Regions from separate parts of the Mus musculus genome. Here region 2 is linked to region 1. A link is a contact called in public Hi-C data. All regions are on one chromosome and are shown on one strand. The core of a region is the stretch at or near the end of the contact, and the rest is flanking DNA. Distances in the headings are between cores, read along the strand shown. Region 1 holds the start of Cdk19 (cyclin-dependent kinase 19). Region 2 has its middle 46 kb from the start of Gm32234.

Region 1 (6,277 bases), core at 2,463-4,962:
GGAGTAATGGATTGCATCTCTCAGGGGTGTTTGTACGTAGAGATATAAGGGGTGCACACACCACTGTGTACAAAGAACAAGTGTATTAGCTACTTTTTCCATTGCTGTGGCTAGAGTCCTGAAAAAAGCTAAGGTCAGGAAGAAAGGAGTCATTCTGGCTGATGGTTTAGGGCCCTAGTCCATCGTGTGGTGGCTGAATATACTGCCGTGGGAGAGGCATGGTGGCTGCCTGTGCTGCGGCTGCTCAGTGTCAGCAGTCAGGAAGGAGAGAGAGAGAGATGTATGCTGGTGTTGCAGTGGGTTTTCCCCTTTTAGATTCAGTCTGGAATCCCAGCCCATGGATGGTGCCTGCTGCCCTTTCAGAGTGGGTTTCCTCCCTCAGTTAATCTTCCCTCTAAATATCTTCACCCAAATATGTGCTGTATCAATGCCCTAAGTATCTCACAATCCAATCAAGTTGACAGCTGAAATTAGTCATGCAACACTCAATCAAAAATCTTAGAGCTGGGCATGGTAGCACATGCCTTTAACCCCAGAAGTTGGGAGACAGAGGCAGGTAGATCTCTGTGAGTTTGGGGCCAGTCTGGTCTACACAGTGAGTTCCAGGACAGCCAGAGAGAAACAAAGAAATAAAGAAACAAAAATATTCTTGGGGTTGGACATGGTGCTCAGTAATAGGATGCTAGCCTAAAATTAAAATGCACAAGGCCCTGGACACAGTACTGCAGATAGAAGAAGGAAAAAAAAACAAACCAAACCTGTTATTCCAGCATCACATAGTGATCACATAGCCCATCCATGGGTTGGGATTCCTAAAACTATATTTAGACCATTTTTTTTTCAAGACAGGGTTTTTCTGTGTAGCCTTGGCTGTCCTGGAACTCAGTCTGTAGACCAGGCTGGCCTCGAACTCAGAAATCCACCTGCCTCTGCCTCCCAAGTGCTGGGATTAAAGGCATGTGCCACCACTGCCCAGTTAGACCAGTCTTATTGGAAAGAAAAACTGTGTCTCTTTCAATCCTTGCCAGCACTTTGGTCAGTGTGTCCAAACCAAATTGATACTTGTTCTCTCAAGTCTTGCTCCCAGTCCTGGATTCCCTGGTTTGTCCAAGGTTCTATCTCATTGGTGAAGTTCTAACCATTGAAGCCATGTTGGAACATCCCCTTTCCATGGACTCTACACTTAATTTAACCACCAAGTTTTGTTGAATTTGAGTTCTAAACAATTCCCAACACTTGCCTCTCCCTCATAATGAACACTGCTATTCCATGGGTTGTGTTTTTTGTTTTTTTTTACCGGTGTTAAAGCAGTAGCTCCTTCATTGGTACTTCCCCCTACTGTGAACTGAACTATATTGTCAGAGGAGTTTTTTTTTTTTTTTTTTTTTTCTTTCTCGAGACAGGGTTTCTTTGTGTAGCCCTGGCTGTCCTGGAACTCACTCTGTAGACCAGGCTGGCCTTGAACTCAGAAATCCAACTGCCTCTGCCTCCCAGGCAGAAGGATTTTTTTTTTTTTAAATACACAGACTGATTACATTTCTTCTTAGCTCAAATGTGTTTGATAAGCAGTGTAGTGGCACCTACTTGTAACTGCAGAGCTTGTGAGTCTTAGGCAGGAGGAGCCTGAGTTTGATGGGTTAGTGTGATCCTGAAACAGACTAACAAACTTAAAAAAAAAAAAAGTTTTATTTATTTAATGTATATGAGCACATTGTAGCTGTACTGATGATTTACTTATTTAATGTATATGAGCACACTGTAGCCATCATATGCTTGCCGGGAATTTGAATTCAGGACCTCTGCTCCCTCCGGCTGACCCTGCTTGCTCCAGCCCTACTTAGTTTGGCCTAAAGATTTACTTATTGTTGTATCTAAGTACACTGTAGCTGTCTTCAGACTCAACAGAAGAGGGCGTCAGATCTCATTACGGATGGTTGTGAGCCACCATGTGGTTGCTGGGATTTGAACTCAGGACCTTCAGCTGGTGCTTTTAACCACTGAGCCATCTCTCCAGCTCGTGAAGAACTTACTACTTACAGAACAGTGAAACATAAAACCAACGAGCATGACTCACAGTTTGACACCTCCTTATTTGCTTGTCTTATCCATTCCTTCTTTCTAGCTTAATCTTGCAGGACTCAAACTGGTTGCTTTCTCCTAATGTATCATTTTGTGACCGGGGCGCAGGCTGTCCTGCCTGCAGCTTTATGGTCTCTGTTCTCTCACTTCCTCAAGGCCCTGTTCGTTCTTTACATTTAAGCTCATGGTGCTTTCTTCATGACGGCTACCCACCTAGCCTAACAGTCATCCTGCCGATTTTATCACTGTGCCTTGTGCCTTACAGTTCATATTATAGATGTACGCACGGGAGTCCTACACAATGAAATCGAAAGGCCTGATGATTGAAGCTCATGACATACAGAGAGGAACAAGAATTGGAAGTTTTAGTAGGTATTGGAGATAAATGAAGGAGAGGGAAGGAAATAAAGAGGAAATAACAAGTCGATTCTTTGTTTAGATGGTCTCCCCAGCAATAATGTTGTCTATGGATAGCTTAGCTGCCTTTTTGACACAGACACCTTATCAAATTTCCCTTTTAAATTTAATCTTGTTATAAAATGCTGCCTTTTATTTTAGGTAGTGGAAGAGAGCTGAAACGCGCGTGTCGAATGGATCTCAATTTCTTTTCGGTTTAAAAGCCATCAATATGCAGTGGGTCACATTTTTAGTAAGGCACTTTCTAAGTTCTTACAGTACTACTTTGAGGTGATGGGTTCTGAGCCTCAGACACCATAACGAATCAACGTCATGAGCAAGATAAATACCTTAAACCCCTAGGTGAGCCTCGCCATTACTGTAAAACACGCTTTACTACCCAGCAAAAACGATTGTTTTTAAAACGCTGCATTTTTGCAATCTTCCAAGCGCTTTAATTGTTCTCAGACAGATGGCTAAAGCTAGGCTACCGCACCCGCATATGTTAGGATAAAACCGACTAGAGCGCCAAGAAAAAGATGATTGGCTGTGGGCCGTAGAAGTTACACGGTTCCCCTAGCAAGAGCTGGGAAACCGCTGAATCTTCAGGTTTTGAAATACGGTTTTTGCATCGTAAAGAAAGAAGATTAACCTATCAGGAAGAACCGAGCACATCCAATTACCAATCAAGAGCGGGAAAACAGCCAAAGCCGGAGATAACCAGGCACCAAAGCGGACGTCACTCTTCAGTCTCTGCCAATAAGCCGAGGCAAGGGGCGGGGCAACCAGAGGATCAATTGCCCAAGAAAACAAACAATGTGTAGTACAACTGTCTAAACCCCAGTCCTAAGCTCCGGATGCGCCGGAATGAGCTCTAGAGCAAGGCTCTCGTGAGGTGCTTCCCGCTTTTCTAGCCTAATGACAGTCAGGGCCGGGTATCTACTTCCTAGCTCAGCAAAGGTGTCCTTCCCGCCAGCTCCCACGGGCTCGCAAAAATCCCGCTGCAACTTTGCGCTACAGTTTACAGGAACAGCAGTCGCGCGCTGAGGGGGTGGGGCGGCGGCAGAGCGCAGGCGTACATGCCTTGTGGAGGCGTGGCCCAAAAGGCCCCAGGAACTCTGGGAACTGTATTCCCCGCTCCCGAGGAGGTAGCACAACTCACGAGCCCTCTTGAACTACATTTCCCAGAATGGCTCGCGACCTTGGGGCGGGACGCTTGGTTCCTTAATGAGTTCGAGAAAGCCGCGGCGCGGCCCACCAGGTTCCAAAACAAGGAAATGAAGGGAGGAGGCGGGACTGTAGATGCCTGCGGGAGCCGCCGCCGCCGCCGCGGAGGAGGAGGAGGCGGAGGAGGTGGCTGCCGCGGCCGCCGAGGAGTCCCTTGCTGAAGGCGGACCGCGGAGCGGCGGGCGGCGCGCGCGCGCCCGAGCGACGGCTGTTGGAGAAGTGGAGCGGCGGCGGTGGAGGAGGGACTGAGTGGCGGCGGCCCCCGCGTCCCGGTTTCTCTATGGGGGAAGCAGACAATGGATTATGATTTCAAGGCGAAGCTGGCGGCGGAGCGGGAGCGGGTGGAGGATCTGTTTGAGTACGAAGGGTGCAAAGTGGGACGCGGCACCTACGGGCATGTCTACAAGGCGAGGCGGAAAGATGGGTAAGAGCGCGAGCGGGGAGTGGGCTCGTCCCGTCCCCTCCGCTGCGGAGCCCCGGAGGGCTGGGTGGGTCGGAGCTCCCGGGACGAGGCGGCGTGGGTCGCAGAGCGACGTCCCGGGGCTAACTCGGAGGCACTGGTGCTGCCGCCCCCCGCTGGCCGGTCGCGCCCCTCGAAGTCGTACGGCGCAGCCCCGTCGGGGGCGTCGGTCCCGCCTGGAGTCGCGGCTGCGTGATTAACAGCGGGCGGCGGGTGGAGACCGCGCCTGGAGGTGGAGTTTAGGGGTCTGGTCCCCGGGGACCCTCCGGAGGGCTTGGCTGAAGAGTTACCGGTTTGGCCCTGTGCTGGTGACGGTAGTGGTGGAACTTCCAATCGGCGCAGCGCCTTCCCGGGGCGGCGGTTTGAAAGCTCGCGGGGGCGCCTCCTGTCTGGTGGCGCAGCGCTTGGGGTCCTGGCTGGCCCCTTGGGTCTGACTTCCTTGCCAACCCAGACTTCATCTCTGATGTTTACCTGGGGACTTCCCGATCCTGCTCCCGATTCCCACATTTTAATATTCTGAATTCAGCACTCTGAAGGTGGACCCTGGAGAGAGATAAATTGTATATTACAAGATTTAAGTGTTCTCTGGTTGCTTATCTTTCCTGCCTCTTGGCTATCTTAGGTATAAGATATATCTTGGCTATCTAATTCCCCCCAACCCCCTTTAAGATAGGGTATCTGTGCGCCCTGCTTGGCCTGGAACGGAGAGATTCGCCTGCCTCTGCTAATCAGGTACTATCATTAAAGGCGTATGCCACCAAACCTGGTCCATTTCTCTTTTCTTCAGGAAGAAATCTTGATTTCTTCAAGTTCTTAGCCTCTGTCAAATGGCTGTGAGCTTTGGTAGTGTTTATTGAGAACCTAGACCACCAAGAACAGAAAACGGAGTGACAGGCTTGAGCCTGGATTGCCGTTTCCTTAGTTGAGGGGATCTGTAGGAATCTCTTGGGAAGTCTTTATGGATTGTTATATCAGTAAAAGACAAGTTGATAAAGCATCGAGAATGTCCCCTTCGGGCCGGTGGTCAGACTGGCTTGTAAGAGCTGGCCCGGTGGAACCAAACTTCAGGCCTGGGAATGGTGAGTTTAAAGCCAGTTGTCACCTTGGCTCCTTTCTGGAAGGAATTCCTTTCCCTTAGGTTCTGTAACTTAGACTCAAACGATTGTCAGACTATACAAAAGGGAGACTTAAGGATTGTGATGGGGCATTTTTGATAAGCCGGATTATCACCATACCTCAGATTTAAAGTGCTCCTTGGGGCCCCTCCTTCCCAGTGCTGTGATTTGATAATGTTGGTGAGGCGCTCCCGCATCAAAGTAAGCAGTGCTCGAGCTACTTTTCTAAGAAGAAAGCCAGAGCACAGTCGTACCAAGTGTCTCATACTCAGTACCTGGAAAGTTACAGGTACTGTCCAGAACTCAAGGATGATGGTTAATCGCTATTGCAGGTAGACCTGTCTAGGCCAAGCTACTCAGTTGTCTGAGCTGTTTCTTTTAATTACCACATGTCCTCGAGTGCACACCAGGGGCTGGAGGGTACTGTAATTGACTTGCACTCTGTTTTTGGCATAGCCACTCTCCTGATTAAATTGATATTCCAGTGGGACTCTTCACAGGGCTGTTTGGGGAAAGCAAATCCAGTGCTGTCATTTGGACACTGTGGTTCCATTGTTGGGCTGGATTTTCCCGTATCCCCAGGGACTGTGCTAACGTTGTGATACATGTCATCTAGAATACACAAAGTTTTCATTAAAAATATCTTAAAATATTTTCATTTGCCCTGAGTCTTTGAGAACTTTAACAATTCTGTTTCTGAGTCACATAGACTAGATGGGATTACAACAGAAACAGTTTCCGCTTCTTAGTTTTCACTATATAATAAGGATATTGATTAAAATACACTTATTCTATGAGTGAAATTGGTAAAGTAGAGTACATAAAATAAGGTCAGTTTTTGTATTTTCAAAGTAGAATTAAAACAAAACAAAACAAAACAAAAAACCAAAACACTTAGAGCTAGAGGCAGGCATAGATGGATCTCTGAGTTGGAGGCTAGCCTGGTCTACAGATGGAGTTCCAGGCCAGCCATGGCTACACAGAGAAGCCCTGTTTCAAA
Region 2 (6,277 bases), core at 2,115-4,614, 150 kb after region 1:
TCTCTCAAATAAAATAAATAAAAAAAGAAAAGAAAAGCCAGGCTCGGTTGTGATTGTTTGTAACCCCAACCCTGGGGAGGGAGGATCCCGGGAACACTCACTGGCCAGCCAGCCTAGCTGAATCTTGGAACTTGAGGTGAGGGCCAATGAGAGACCGCAGTTCAAAAACTAAGATGGAGAGCAATTGAGGAAGATGCTTGACAAACTGTGACCTCCATACTATTGTATGTGCACGTGTGCCCTCACATATCTGACACACACACACACACACACACACACACACACACACACACGCGCGCGCACACACAGCCTGAAATTTTTACCTGGATATAAGCAGGGATTACATGTCTATCAGTTGCTCAGATGACTGGAGATTCATTTCCTCAGTCTCTGATCTAAAAAGAGAACTGTGTAGGGGGTCAGGGAGCAGGGGAGGGTCCAAGGAAGAGAGTCTCAGACCATCTGGATCACCTGTGCTGATGCCTCAGGCTCCCCTTTGCTTCAAAGTCACTGGAGGCAGAATGTCACTAAAGCTGTTGATGCTGGGGAACTGAGTTCATTGTCCGCTCTGCCCTTTCAAGTCTGTCGTAGACAATGACCTCCACATGCCCTTCTGTTTATTAAAGGCATAACTGGAAGCCAGTCACCCACCTCTCACGTATCTTAGAAAACGTCATGCAGGCTGAGGGGCTGCTCCTCAGGAGGGCATTGTCTCTGTGCCACCCAGAGCCCTGATATCAGGCATCAGGATGCAGGGTGGGGTCCCTTCCCTTCAGTTTCTCACCAAGGTCTGGTCTGCCAAGCAAAGACAGGGACAGAATTGCAGGTTGGCAGTTAGCACAAAGAGTCAGTTCACAAACTCATTTGGTCACACTCCTAGCACGGACTCCAGGCTGGACTCATGTCATAGAGTTGTTTGTTTGCTTCTCAACCCTGAGGCTCTAGACACACTTCTCAAAAATAACAGACAACTCTTAGGGCCTGGCACTTTTAGACACTCTGAAGAATGGTAACAGTAGCAACACGTTGAGGGAAACCCTTTTTCACCAGGACTCTTTCCTGCACACATTTAACCTCTCCCACCATCTGTCTTGTGGACTATTGCGGTTTTGTTAGTTGCTTAATTTCTGTTTTTAAAGCTGTTTAAAAACGTTTCTCTCTTCTCACAGAACCCTGACTTGTAAATGTCTTCCTATTTGCCTTGTGTTCCTCTCCAGTTGCAGACCCTAATGCTGTTTCCCTTTGCCTAACAGGAAACAGAGATTGGCATGCACTTCCGTTTGCCAGCCAGGGTGCACCTGGCCAACAGGCGGGTCTGTGCAGTACTGCATATTATCATTAATATTATTTAACTGTTGCCAGGAGAGTCAGAGAGAAAGGAAGGCATCCCTCGCGGCACACACACCACGGTGCCACACGGATGCTTGGTATCAACCCCATCTCTTTACTCTGTTCACCTGGAACAGGAATTATTCTCTCTCTCTCTCCTTCTCCCTCTCCCTCTCCCTCTCCCTCTCCCTCTCTCTCTCTCTCTCTCTCTCTCTCTCTCTCTCTCTCTCTCTCTCTCTCCTCTCCCTCCTCTCCCTCCTCTCTCCTTCTCTCCTTCTCTCCTCTCTCTCCCCTCTTCTTCCCTTCTCCCCCTCTCTCTCTCCTCCCCCCCCCCATCTATCTTCATCCTGGAGACAGAATGTCCATGCAGTCCTACCTACCCTTAGTTACACCCCACCGCCCACATACATCATCGCTCCTTGCTGCCCTCTGTGCTGCAGATGATGTGCTATGCATATCTCAGGTTTGAACGCTGGCTCTCGTTGTCATGGGTCCTTATCCCGTGTTCTGGGAGATGGATGCATGTGTCCCCCCTTCACTGTTACCAACACTGAACATTACTGTGTGCAGAAGGTCTGGTAGACACTCATGAGTTAAAAAACAATGTCAACTTCTTTCTGTTATCAAAATTTGTTATAGTTTTTTATATCTCCTTGGTGACTAGTCTGTAATAACATGATAACAGAGCATACCAGTCTCCACAATTAGATGCTCAATAAACTCCTGAAATTTTAATTTTCCTCTCGTTGTGGTGGCACACAGGAAGCTGTTGAGTGAGAAACACTATTAGTCTGAGGCTAGCCTGAGCTATACAGTAGAACCCCTTTTTAAACAAAGACACCATTTCAGTTGCCCCCTCCCCCAACTCATTTGAACACAGGAATTAGTCATGGCTTCGAAGAACATTAGTTTTGAGCTTTCTTTCTAAAAAATTGTTGCATACGGATGTTTTGCCCCATGTATGTGTGTGCACCATGTGTGTGCTTGGTACCTGCAGAGGTCAGAAGAGGCTATCAGATTCCATGGAACTGGAATTACAGATGGTTGTGGGGTACCATGTGGGCGCTGGGAACTGAACCTAGGCTGTCTGAAAGAGCAGTCAGTGGACTTCACTGCTGAGCATCTCCATAGCCACCGGTGGGCTCTTTCTTTTATATGTACTAAAATAAATAAATAAATAAATAAATAAATAAATAAATAAATAAATTAAGTTGTGTGTGTGTGTGTGTGTGTGTGTGTGTGTATGCAGGCACAAGTGCCTGCAAGGACCAGAAGAGGGCATCAGGCCTCCTGGGGCTGGGTTAACAGGGGCGTGAGCAGCCTGAAGTGGGCCCTGGGAACTGAACTTAAGTCTTCTGCTAGAATGGAATATGCTCCACCCTTTCAAGCCATCTCTCCAGCCTAAAGAAGTCGCTATCATTTTCCTGTCCACGTGACGAGGCAGGGACCTATCAACGGGCAGAAGACCTGTCAGCCAGCTGTGCCTGCTCCCGCATGTCTCACCCCAGTGAAGCTTTTTTCCCAGGGTCAAAAAGCTCACAGAGTCTGAAGGCTCCTTCACCTGCCACAGGGTCAGTGTACGGTCTGCTATATATGTTTGGAATCCGTCCCTCATCGCTGAACAGAAAGTGTGTTTTATCATCAGACGCCTCCTCCTGACCCAGTTTCACAACCTTCCTCTTTCAGACTTTGCCTAAGTGAATTCTTTCAACAAATATACAAGTTAAAAAAGAAGTTAAAAAACCACCGTGTGCATGGTGGGGTCAGCTCTATTTTACATATACATGGTGCAGGTTACCCCAGGTGGACCTTACAGGGGCTCCTTCTGCCCAAGGAGTGGGCCTAGCACTGGCCAGCCACTGTCAGCTGCAGAGGGACAGGGCAGGGCAGGGCAGGGTAAGAGAGGCACTGAGCTGCTGAGCACACGGGAGGGAGAAGGAACCCCAGACCCTGCCGACTGCCTGAACACTCTGCACAAACACAAGTTCCGCTCCTTTGTGCTGCCCTGGAGTGTTTGCCAGCTCCCAGGTCACGTTGCAGGGGACCATGTGGTCTTGCAATGAAAGGCCCTATTGTGACCACTGGTCAACAAGGCAGGGCAAAGTCTGCCCTTGCAGCAAAACCAGGAACCTCCCCACTTTTACGTGCTGAGAAGAGTGTGTTTCGTATTGTGTAGATGGGGGTGGGGGCAGTTCCTTTAGAAAAACAAAAAAACAGAACAAAAGCCAGACCGAGGAGAGAGATACTTATCTGGTCATCGGCTCCTGCCCCAGTGGTTTTAAATAACTCAAGCAGTGGGCTTACTGTTCCCATTGCCTATTCCTCGTATCCCGCATCTTTCTGTTACTGCTGACATTGTCCTTTTCACGAACTTCCTCTCACGCTAGCCCTGAGCTCCTGTCGGGAATTCTCACTCATCAAGAGATGGCAGACTGTTAAAAAATATGTAGATATATTCAATAAATATTCTGTTCACATGCACAGAGACATGGAAGAGCTTTTAATACAGAGCTTCAACTGGTTTGGAACAGTTGTTATAGACAAATGCTGTGTAGTAGGCAGAGTGTTCATCGAAAATATGAGTTATTGTTGAGTGTGGTGGTGTATGCTTATAATGTGAAATCTCGGGAGGGAAACTGAGGCAGGAGCATCGGGGAATGCAGGGTGAGATCCTGTCTCAAAAAATAAAAAAGAAGCTGGGCGTGGTGGCGCACGCCTTTAATCCCAGCACTGGGGAGGCAGAGGCAGGCGGATTTCTGAGTTCGAGGCCAGCCTGGTCTACAAAGTGAGTTCCAGGACAGCCAGGCGATACAGAGAAACACTGTCTCAAAAAAAAAAAAAAAAGAACAAAACCCCACAAAGAAACAAGAAATAGCAACAAGAGCTTGGGCTTCTGTGGGTAAATTAGTCTGAGTGCTGACTGGGTGCGGCAGCACACCCAGCTGGCTCCCAGTTTCCTTGTCTATGAGATAACACACAGGCTCACAGGGGTCCTTGATGCTCAGCTCCAGCCACAGCTTTGCTGTCTGACTCATGCTGGTGCGTCAGTTCCATGATATCCAATTATTCTGGAATGGGCCGGGGTAGTTGCTATCCACAGGGACTGGAAGCATCCACCTTTTCAATGGAGCAACATCAGTAGAGGCTGACATCACCGAGAGTGTAGACCACAGTAAGTATTGGAATGCAGAAGAGAGGGAGACCGGGAGAGCAACAGATGCCATTTTCACCATAACATGCAGGATTCAAATTCTCCAAAGTGTTTCTTATCTCTCCAAACAATTCCCATCTGAAGTCAACAGACCAGGGCAAATTACTTTCTTCTGCCTCAGTTTCTCCATGGCGAATGGATGATAAGGATTTATGTATCTCTGAAATCCAGCTAAACGCTAGTATACACAACTCTAGACACTTCAAGAAGTAACCACTAGGACTTGGTTCTGAAATAAAACACTGGACAAAATGTTCTGGTTTTCCTTCGAGACAGGCTGGTCCTGAGCTTGTGAGTTCAAATAATCTCGCTATCTTGGCTACAGACTGCCAGATACTAGAGGCACATGCCACGCAAATAAAATGTTTAAATCAATGATGCGCAGCCCCAGGACCACAGACAGCAGAGGTAGTGAGATCATGACTCTTATGAGTACCCCTGCTTAATCCATAGAGACTTTCTGGCTGGGGGAGGCTTCTGTGACAGGCTCAGAGTCACTGGGTTAATGGAGGTCAGACGGTCAGAAGGACTTGAGCTTGTAACTTCCCTGGCCAGTTCCCGAGAGGGATTCAAGTAGAGCCAGATAATCCAGTAGATTATCTGGGATGCAGGGTCAGAGGGTTCAGAATTCGCAAGGCAGTCTCTGAGCAAAGAAATACAGCTGTGGTTTTACAGTATGTCCTTGGAGTATTTTTTTAATACTTATTTATGTATCGTGTATAGTGTTCTGCCTGCGTGGCAGAAAAGGGCAGCAGATTTCATTATAGATGTTTAATAGCCACCATGTGGTTGCTGGAAATTAAACTCAGGACCTCTGGAAAAGCAGCCAGTGCTCTTAACCTCTGAACCCACTCTCCAGCCCAATCCTTGGAGTTTGGGTGTAGATCAGCACAAGCACATTGCACCACACGAGGCTGGAGAAAGAACTACCCCAAATCACCCCCAAGTGCAACTTCTAGAGTTCCCACTGGACAGGGACTACATGGTCCTGTTCCTTTGATTCACAGCCCTGAATGGACGAATCCACTGTTGTCTTAGTAATGGGACCTAGCCAAGCTTGACCAGAGACAGCTCAAGCCCCTCCCAACAAGACTTAAAACCAAGTCTTGAAAGTATCCGACTATTTTCCATTAGTGGCATCCCAGAACAATACTCAAAATTGCTTGAAAAGTGAGGCTTGGTGGAACATGCCTGTAGTCTCAACAGCTGGGAGACAGAGGCAGGAAGATCTCTGAGTTCAAGGCCAGCCTGGGCTACACAGAGAGATCTTGTCTCAAATATATATATAAACATCTAACATTCAATAAGGTAAAGCCCAGACCAGAGAATGGTGAAATGTATCGAGACCCATCAGAATCAAGCCCTAAGAAGATAATCCAAAGGAAAACTATCAGAGCCAGTGAGAGGTTTAAGGTACTAAACTCGCTGCTTGCTTTCCGGGTCCAGAACTCACATGATGGGATGCATGCAGAGGGGCAGGAGAAAGGCTCTGCAGTGAGGCCGTTTTTGTTGCCTGTGGTTACTTGGACCCAAGAAGGATGTCCCTCAGGGAGCCAAGGCTTAGTGGCCAAAAATCTGAGATCCCTACAGGTGATATATGTGGTGCAATCATCCATACCTTTATGTAGAAAGATGGGGAGAACACAGAGATGTAAAATGGAGCCAAGTGAAGCCGGAGTGTGAGTCATTGGTACATTCCCTGGGCAAGAGAAGGTGGAGATTTCTGTATTTTCTTTT

The links. Hi-C and Micro-C count contacts between places; a contact is called where the count stands out from the background.
Region 2: a contact with region 1 is called in a Hi-C map of bone marrow-derived macrophages, with 31 read pairs. The contact joins the enhancer-like site here to the promoter of Cdk19 in region 1. A contact is called at or near these places in 4 of 39 promoter capture datasets (3T3-L1-derived adipocytes, hippocampal neurons, liver and 1 more), 1 of 15 datasets of contacts at CTCF or cohesin (the NIH/3T3 cell line), 2 of 484 Hi-C or Micro-C datasets (bone marrow-derived macrophages and liver), 16 of 115 datasets of contacts at active chromatin or transcription factors (the 230-238 cell line, the HPC-7 cell line, bone marrow-derived macrophages and 13 more) and 3 of 9 other capture datasets (adipose tissue, liver and macrophages).

The regions. Positions count from the first base shown.
Region 1 is chr10:40,345,596-40,351,872 of GRCm38.p6, forward strand. It overlaps Cdk19 (cyclin-dependent kinase 19), which reads left to right and starts at 3,713. Exons shown (of 13, transcript NM_001168304.1): 1 at 3,713-4,126. The coding sequence starts at 3,999.
Region 2 is chr10:40,496,642-40,502,918 of GRCm38.p6, forward strand. No RefSeq gene overlaps it. Among named protein-coding and RNA genes, the nearest start is that of Gm32234, 46 kb to the left of the region's middle. Within about 2 kb of position 3,365, at least 167 of the 459 cell types and tissues checked have an H3K27ac peak or open chromatin away from gene starts, as enhancers often do. A contact at or near this core is called in the HPC-7 cell line, adipose tissue, bone marrow-derived macrophages and 3 more, where this site is marked.